Linked DNA regions of Gossypium hirsutum: region 2 is linked to region 1. A link is a contact called in public Hi-C data. All regions are on one chromosome and are shown on one strand. Each heading gives the region's core, a stretch centred on a gene start, on an enhancer-like site or on the middle of the called end of the contact. The rest is flanking DNA. Distances are from core to core; before and after follow the strand shown. Region 1 has its middle 6.6 kb from the start of LOC107923935. Region 2 has its middle 41 kb from the start of LOC107921881.

Evidence for each region. A called contact is a pair of places that touch in the nucleus more often than the background predicts.
Region 2: a contact with region 1 is called in a Hi-C map of leaf, with 3 times the contacts expected there. The contact joins two enhancer-like sites. A contact is called at or near these places in 6 of 34 Hi-C or Micro-C datasets (anther, callus, leaf and 1 more).

The regions. Positions count from the first base shown.
Region 1 is chrA12:77,525,662-77,530,458 of Gossypium_hirsutum_v2.1, reverse strand. It overlaps the pseudogene LOC107919622. Among protein-coding and RNA genes, the nearest start is that of LOC107923935, 6.6 kb to the right of the region's middle. Within about 2 kb of position 2,613, at least 7 of the 9 cell types and tissues checked have an H3K27ac peak or open chromatin away from gene starts, as enhancers often do. A contact at or near this core is called in leaf, where this site is marked.
Region 2 is chrA12:77,652,785-77,657,581 of Gossypium_hirsutum_v2.1, reverse strand. It overlaps the pseudogene LOC107942932. Among protein-coding and RNA genes, the nearest start is that of LOC107921881, 41 kb to the left of the region's middle. Within about 2 kb of position 2,906, at least 5 of the 9 cell types and tissues checked have an H3K27ac peak or open chromatin away from gene starts, as enhancers often do. A contact at or near this core is called in leaf, where this site is marked.

The DNA of each region.
Region 1 (4,797 bases), core at 1,364-3,863:
ACACTTTATTCATTGATTACAACCTCTAATAAACCACCTCTTTTCAAAATATTATTAGATAAAAATATTTAAAAATCATATTTCTCTTTTCCAGAACGCCAACCAGACAAAATTCGACATTTATCTTCGATCGAGCTTGTTGCCAAACAGCTACTTGTTCGCTACTAACCATGAGCTCACTCCCTTATTGGTCTCTCACAAGCATTCAGCCTAAGAAATTTGGCACCGCTTTTAACGAACTAAATGATGATTCTAAAATGCCCATATCATTTAACTTCATAGTACTATTACTGCACTTTTACCAAAAAGGTTGGCACTTCTATCTATTGTCTTCATTAAGATGGTCCTTTGCCACTTAGAATATCGAATGCATTTAAACTTTCAGAGTTTAAATTACGAATTTAACCACGAGAAGAAGAAATTTTCAACAGATTTTCAATAATATAAAGATTAATGAAAGTAAATACGCCTAAATAATGGAAATTTGTTTCGAGCTCACGCATAATCATCAATAATTGAGAAAACTAATGAAAAAAAAATCCAAATCTACTTTCTCGCTTATTTCCCTTTTATAAACGGAACAGAGAAATGACTTAAGTTCTTAAGAGAGTGATAAAAAGATAAGGAACCTGAATTTCAACATCTCTGTGACTAGTGTAAAGCGAGAGGAGTTCGTTGAGAGAATCTCATCATCCGTCTTGACAGCAAAGAGACTGGAAGTGAACGAACGGTGCAGTTTTGCAGTCCGCGCCAAATCTCAAGGTCAATGAGAGACGTTGACTATTTTATACACGTGGCGTGAGCATAAGACGTGAACTCTACCCCGTTTCGGGTTCAAAGAAATCCGTCAACCTTTAATATTTTATTTTAATAATAGGTCAAATTCTAATTTTGGTTCTTATATTATATTAAATTTTTGGATTTAGTTCCTATACTTTAATTTATTTATACTTTTACAAGGTTAGTAATTAATCTAAATTGTAAAAATTGTTAGTTACTAAAGCATTAATATTTGGGATTACCTACTAAAAATAAGAATAAGAAAATAAAATTATTTTAATTAAATCTTATATAATGACTTGATTAAGGGTTTTGCCTCGTTATTGAAATTTATCCAAAAAAATTATGTTAATTAAAGATAATTGTTTTTCTTTTCAAATTATAGTATACTAGAAACTCCAAAATTAGAACTTAACCTCTGTTTTAAATTTGTCCCCAAATCAGCTCGAACGATCCAGAACAATATCTAGGTTTACCTAATTTGGTGGGTAGAAAGAGGAAAGAGGAAAGAGGAAAGCCTGAAGGATAGGTTACAGCAACAAATAGATAATTGGAGTATAAAACATCTTTCGCAGGGAGAAAAGGAGGTTTTTATTAAGGCAGTCCTTCAATCTATTCCAGCTTACTCAATGCAGATATTGTTAAAAAAAATCAAGCAGATCCCTTTGGCAAGGACAGAGCACGACGATTTCCAATTATGGGGGGAACCATCTGGAATTTTCTCTATTAGGAGCGCCTACAAACTATTATAACAGACTACACTGGATCCTAGTAGTTATAATTTACAGGCCGAGAATAAAAAATTTTACAGGAAATTATGGAATCTACATATTCCTTCAAAGATCAAAATTACAGTTTGGAAAGTTGCCTGGAACTATATTCCTACTTTTGCGAATCTTAAAACTAAACGAGTAGTCGTTGAAACTCATTGTCCCAGGTGTCGTCTTACTGAAGAAGACAGTTTCCATATTTTCTGGTAGTGCCCTACAACAAAGGAAGTATGGAGAAATTTACAGTGTTCTTGGGTGCTTAATAGCAACAGTGAAGGCATATGGGAGTGGCTTACCTGGGTTTTCAACAAGGGGACAAGTGAACAGTGTCGTCTTTTCTGCCGTGGGTTATGGATTATCTGGACAAGTCGAAATAAACTCCTTTATGAAAATAGAAACACAACAAGCACTGAAATTTCCAATCAAATAGTTAGCTACGTTTCAGAGTTGTAAGGAGTAGAGAAAAAACTTAGCTTAGATTCTGATAGAGTTCTTTAACAGGTTGATCAGAGAACGTGCCCAGTTATTTATTTTGATGCAGCTTTTGACCAGCAGTCTTTCAGATCAGCTACGGGGTTGATAGTCCAAGCGATGGATGGGGAAATATTGGCTTACAAATCGGTACTCCATGTCGACGTTGCATCACCGTTTGCGGCGGAGGCTCTTGCAGGTTTAGAGGTAATAAGGTTAAGTATTTCCATGGGCCTAACTACATGCATTATCTTGGGTGACTCTAGAACAGTTATTAAAAAATGCCAGAGTACATATTATGATAGATCGATCGTCGGAGCAGTCATCAGAGATATCCAAAATTTAAAAATACATTTTCAAAATATGGATTTTCATTTCATTCCAAAATCAGAAAATCTCTTTGCTTATACTTTTGCTGGATAAGTATTAGAGAGAAATGAAAGTCATTACCTGGAGGGCAGCATCCCAGAGAGTGTTCGAAGAGCAGTGGAGAGGAAAAAGCAAAGAGAACCAGATTAGAGTAAAAGAAATGGCTCTTCTGAAAACTTGTAGCTGAAGATTAAAGATTTGATGAGATTTGAGCTTATCTACTATTTCCAATGGTTGTGACGGTTCAGATGACAAGACGTGACTTTAAAAGGGCAGTTGTTGCTGTCGACTGGTATTAGTATGAGTAGGTTTTTTATTTCTTTCTCTATTTATGGGCCTTTTTGTTTTTGCCTGATTTCTGTTTTATTGGACCTGTTTATTTTGGATCCAAGTCCAAGATGTAGGAGTTTCTGATTACTGTTATTGTTTTTTTTTTAATAAAGAAATAAAACCAGTCGATTTCATCAAAAAAAAAATTTGTCCCCAAATTTAGGGCCAGGCTAACGACTTTTTTAGTACTAAGAGTTTTAGTTGGGCTTATTAACCAGTAATCATTTGATGGTTCGGTCGGTGGGTTGTTAGGTCCAAGCAAATTAGCAAATTTCATTAACAGAGAGCGGGCTTAATCTAGTTTAATATATACAGAAATATTTAAACTTAAAAATTTATATCTATTCGGTATCAAAATTCAAAAATTATATTAAAATATGAGATTTTTACATGTCATCATGATATTGATAGTAACGCCTCATTACTATAGTTTACGAAATCAGGGGTTGGAAATTCGGGGGCTGAAATTTCGGGGTTGAAGGAGGTTGCTTTTAAACAATGAGATTTTATCAAGAAATTAAAAGAGAGCAGGCCTGGGGGTAATTATGGGCAGCGGACTAAAGAAAAAAAGGGTAAGGAACAGTGGGCCAGAGCAGTTTTATTGGGCTGAAAGATAAGGCTAGTAGGCTAGTCTATTTGGAAGTTGAACAAGGAAAAGCTGGACAAGGCCGGACGCATGGGGATTTAATTTTAGAAAATAATATGGGCTTCAATTCGGACGGGTCACAACCAATTTCGACTGGCAAGTTGATTTTAAATGATTCAGGACACTTAGACCATATTGTGCAGTCGGGCCTCACACTGATTTCACAAAACAAAAACTCCTCTCTGCATATTAATCATACATTCGAAGGACCTATTGAGTCAGAGGTGGTTTTAAATTTTAACGTGTTGGATCCCAAAAGACATTCGGCTGTAATTTTTAAAGGAAATTCAGATCACAATTCCATAGTTACAGAGTCGAATAATAGACCAAGTGACTCTAATATCTTGGCTGTTCTTTCAAAAGGACATGGACTTGATAATAAAAAAGGAAGAGGGCGTAGTGGTAGAGCGCTAAATAAGACAATTCGTGGACGAGGGGACGTTTTAAAATTGCTGGAAATTCGCGTGCCTCACTCCATGATGCTATGAATTCCATGGCAAAACTTATTGGTGAGTAAGTGGAGACCCTTACTGATACGGTCAGTACCAACGATGAGGGATATAAAGCTTCCATTGGCCTTTGAAAGGTTAGTCCTCTTACTTTTAATTTATTATCTATGAATTTTACTATTTTTTCTTGGAATTGTCAGGGTTGTACTAGTTTGAAGTTTATTCGGGTTTTTCATGAATACAATCAGGAACATAAACCCAATTTGATCAGCCTTATTGAAACAAGGGTCAGTAGGGGAAAAGCTGATTTGATTATTGCGAAGCTTGGTTTTCATTACTCACAACTAGTAGAGGCAGTGGGCTTTTCAGGTGGTATTTGGATTGGTTGGAAAGAATCTGTTGGAGTAAAGGTTCTAAAAAACCATTTGCAATTTGTGTTAGTCAGAATTACCGGTACCTCATTTAGACAACCTCTTTTGGTTACTTTTGTGTATGCTAGCCCGAATCAGAATAAACGGAGAATTTTATGGGAGGCTTTACAAAAAACTATTCCAGTGGATGGGTCTCCTTGGATGGCGATTGGTGACTTTAATGCCATTATTTCTCTTTCTGAAAAGAAAGGGGCCGGACTCTGGGGAAAATGTGCCCTTTTTTTGGTGAGCTTATGGATTCCGCATTGTTGCAAGACTTAGGCTTTAGAGGACCGCAATTCACTTGGCAGAGAGGGGGATTATGGAGCTTCTGGATAGGGCTACTTGTAACAGCCCTTGGTGTACCCTTTTTCCTAATTCTCTAGTGACACACTTACCACGACTTAAATCGGACCATAGACGCCTCAAATTATCTTTGATGTCTAATTTTCTTTCCTCACAAGGGAGACCGTTTAGGTTTTTAGCTGGTTGGGTTGAACATCTAGCTTTCTCTAGTTTCATTAAAGAAAATTGGAGGCTTTCTACTAATATGGCGATGATTTACTCCGAGT
Region 2 (4,797 bases), core at 1,657-4,156, 130 kb before region 1:
GTTATCCACGTGTGGACAATTACTAGGCATATGCAACAGTTCTTTTAGGATTAATGTAATTTTTAATGTTAAGGACGAGTTTAGTAATTAATCTTTTCGTTTTTTGTAGGTTCATTAAGGGGTACATGTTGACCACGCTGGCCATTTAATTTATGAATTTGATAATTTTTTTAATTTGGTCCTTAAATTTGTTAGCTCATATTATTTTGGAATTCAGTAATTTTTTTCAATTTAATCCATAAATTCAGATTCCTTTAAGATATGATGATTTGGCATTTTAAAATTATAGCACATTATCGCTTAAAATTTTTTAAAAAAATTAGAGTGTCATGTCATTATATCTCAATAGAATCCAAGTTTAGGGGTCAAATTGAGAAAAACTATCAAGTTTTATGACTAATGTGGACAAATAAAAGCTTATGGACGAAGTTAGGAAAAAGTCGTTAAGTTTAGTGAATAGATGTTGCTTCACCCCTTGCACGGGCGAAAGTAGGGGATAGGCAAGTGCCTTTGCTCCCCTTAAATGAAAAATTATGCCTTTTAACTCTTGAAGTTTTATAAAATTTTAAGTAAATACATAGTAAAATTGGTGAAGTTTTATATCATTAAATCTCTACAGAATCTAAGTTTGAAGACTAAAACGAACCTAATTATTAAGTTCAAGGGCCAAATATAATATTAGCCCATTCTTTTACCGGTTTTGTTTAATGAATGAAAATTGGTGTGCGACTCAGAAAGGTTGAGTCAGATTTGAACTTTGAGCCGGCTTGAAAGGAGAACAAGACATGAAAGCATATAACGTCTACTAACCATTTATTTTCATTTTGGGTAATATTTTAATGGGTTCACTTCTATATATTTTTTTGACCATTTCTCTCAAACAATCCCATCTCTCTCTATCTCTATCTCTCGTCATCGAGAAAAAAAAGAAAAAAGAAAAAAGAAAAAAAAGGTACCCTACTTTCTCTTTTAATTGATCTCCATAATTCCTTTCACTCTCTCTTTCTCTTTCCTCCTTTTCCATTGGTTCTCCCTATAAAAATCCCCCATCTCCAGTACTCCATGAATGCAGCTAGCTGAGTACCATCAGCGGCATTTTCACTACCTCATAAATCCCCCCTTTCTCACCTATTTGGTACAAAGATATGAGTCTCTCAATGAAACCAGCAACGCCATGCACATTGCCCACCACAACTAGACCAGCCAAGCATGTTTCTGTCCGTTACTGCACTCTCACTCAAACGGCTGTGAGACCACTCAAAATGTCCTTAGATACTCATCAACCGGCGGTCAAGAGTTGGGAACATTTGCTCGACCCTCTTGATTATGACCCAATGGCTTCATTTTTCACATCTAGAGCCGTTAAGTTGGGCAACAAATGGAAGGAGTATCAAGGGGTTAAAAACTGGGAAGGTTTAGTCGATCCATTAGACGAAAACTTGCGGGGCGAAATACTCCGGTACGGTAGCTTTGTTGAAGCTGCATATAGGTCATTTAACTTCGATTCATCGTCGTCGTCGTACGGAGCTTGCAGGTACCCGAAAAGTACATTATTAGACCGTTCGGGGTTGCACCAAACCGGTTATCGTTTAACTAGACATTTACGTGCCACGTCAGGGATACAATTGCCACATTGGGTTGACATGGCGCCAAACTGGGTGGCAACGAAGTCTAGCTGGATTGGTTACGTGGCAGTCTGTCAGGATAAAGAGGAAATCGCCAGGCTTGGCCGGAGAGACGTGGTGATTGCTTTGAGAGGCACCGCTACTGGTCTTGAATGGCTTGAAAATTTCCGTGCTACTCTTACTCCAGTCCCCAATGCTGACACCAAACCTACACACCACGATGACGGCGACGGTGACGACTCGGAGCCCATGGTGGAAACCGGGTTCCTCAGCCTTTACATGTCGGGAACAGACGAGGTACCGAGCTTACAAGAAATGGTCCGTGAAGAAATCTCACGGTTGCTACAAACGTACGGCGACCAGCCTCTGAGTTTAACCATTACAGGACACAGTCTCGGTGCGGCTCTGGCTACTCTGACCGCTTACGACATAAAAACAACCTTTAAACTTGCTCCGATGGTGACCGTCATGTCGTTCGGAGGTCCACGTGTAGGTAACCGGAGCTTTCGTTGCCAACTAGAGAAACAAGGGACGAAAGTGTTGAGAATAGTGAACTCTGATGATCTTATCACAAAAGTACCGGGGTTCGTACTAGAGGAAGAAGACGCTGACGTGCCGAAAGACCAAAAAGTCTACGTGGCGGGTTTGCCTAGCTGGATCCAAAAACGGGTCGAAGACACACAGTGGGTATACGCGGAGGTAGGAAGAGAGCTTAAACTGCGCAGCAGAAGCTGCCCGTACCTTAAAAATATCAACGTTGCCACATGTCACGACCTCAAAACATACCTCCATTTAGTCAACTATTCATGAAGCTCCACGTGTCCTTCCAGTCCACAGCAGAGAGAAAAAAAATCGCAGTGTAAATCAGAAGCGAAGACAAAAAAATCGGCTAAAGGATACCTTTTTCCCGTACAGAAAGTTCTGTACGGCCTCTAACAAATCCCCGAGTAAAAACTAAAATCGTATATAGTTTTACCTTCGGTTTTGCCGCAAATCGGCACATTCTAATTCTTTTGTATAAAAAAAAAATCCATAATTCGACATCTTACATGCTTATTGTCTTTTTATTGCCTTATTTGCCCGAAAATCACCACACAAGAACATAGAAAAACAATAAAAATCTTATATTATTCCAGTAAAAAAAATATTCATATAGTGGGGATATCACTAAAAAGGCAATTGTTGTTTATTATTATTATTATTGATGAGGAGGATGGGTATCACGTGTCAAGCAAAGTGAATTGACAACAATACCCTTGTTCCTCACCTAACTTATAAGGCACCGACCGGGATAATACTTTCCGCTTTGTTCCAAACTAATCAAACCTACCGTCCACACCCAACACTGTGTCGGTTTTTCTCAACTTACCCTAATACCCTCCATCGCCGTCATAGCTCCCACCGTGAGCTCATCCCTTTGAAAGTCAAGTTCCCGACACCCCAAAAGTCTTGGAGTGGGTGGGTTTTTGTCCAAATTAAGACAAAACAGTTTTCTTTGGTAATACAAATGTCAACGTGAATCATATCCTTGTTCCAGTCTTTGCAAGACCTTAATGAAAAGCCCAATGGAATATTTTCAGTTTTCACAAATATAGATTTCACTTGGCATGAGCTGGCAATAATTTAGAATAAAATCCAATTTTTTGTTTGATTGCAATATCTTTTGGACAATAATAGAAGTACGTAGAGTATAATATAATCATGACAACTTTTTGATATGTTTCTTGTTGAAGACAATATATTAATTATTATAAGATGGAGAGCCAGCCTTTGTTGTAAAAGGTACCTGTATTCGATTTCTTTAAAGAATTATCTTTTTTTTGGTTCCATAAACAGAAAGCACCATCACTAAATAATCAATACCATAACTTTTTGCCTTGATTCTGTCCTCAAATATAATATGTTGAAAACTTTAACGTTCAAATCTTTCGTTTATAAAGTGTGCACTGTACTTTGAAGCTACACCAGCAGAAACATCCATGGCATTTGTCCAGAAAAGAAACATAAACTGTGTTCAATAATGTCAGACAATCCCAGCTGTTTGTTTGGGGCTAGGATACATGACAGTACTGATTTTATGAGCATTCTGTCACAGTAATTATAGTGTGGAACATGCGTTTATATATATATGTATGTAAATGATTTTCAGTTAATAATACTATATATATATACACTGGAAGAGACGAGAGGACAACATGTCTCCACAGGTCATTGTCTCGTAAGAGATAAATGATCAAAACCATATGAATATGTGTTGATGGGAATATAAACCACAAAGCGTGATGGATCAGATTTGAAGATGCTCGTTTACATGATTCATTCATTATGACCCTTTAACCCACATTTGGTTTTATATTTGTATTTATTTCTTATATATATACACATAGAGAAACCTCTTGCTCTACTGGGAATTAACATACTTTTATTTGAATATTAAAATTAGCAAATATGAATAATCCGACTCTCTTCAGTTTCACTTTGATCCATACATCATTTCGTTCAAACCCTATGAGGAAGACAACATTAATCTCTTTACTATGATGATATTGTCATATGCTTCAACTTCAATTGGCAGCATTCTGAGAGCATGAATGCCTTTTCCATCACACTCAATTGTAGGGTCATTTTAAATCAACGGTGCGTTTATCTTAATTAGTATAAAAATAATATTAAATTATATAATGTAATAATATTATAATATGAGACTAAAAAAAAAAACTAAACTTAAATAAACACTTGAACCCTTGGTCAAATTCATGGGTCACTTTCATCTCCTGTGGATAGTCTATAAATTTATTTTCTAAATTTTAAAGAAGCAGCCACGACAGCTACATGATTGTGTGAGCATATTCCAAAATCCTGCCTCCGTGGAAGACAACACCAAGCAAAATACCCTTTACCAAACTTGGACTTTAAATATTAATTTTTTTTTCCGGTTATTTTTCAAACATTAAATGACGTAACAAAAGCAATGATATAAAAAAATTCATATATTATTCAAAGTAAAAATCTTAATGGGATTACAAGTTGAACAAAGAAAACAAAATTCACACTTTGGTTAAAATTATCCAACGATTTAATTCGGTTAATTGGACGGCAGTCGATTTGTGATTTTTTAAATCTTCAGTTATTGGTTAATTTGGTTTGAAACTGAATAATTAACCGAATTAAC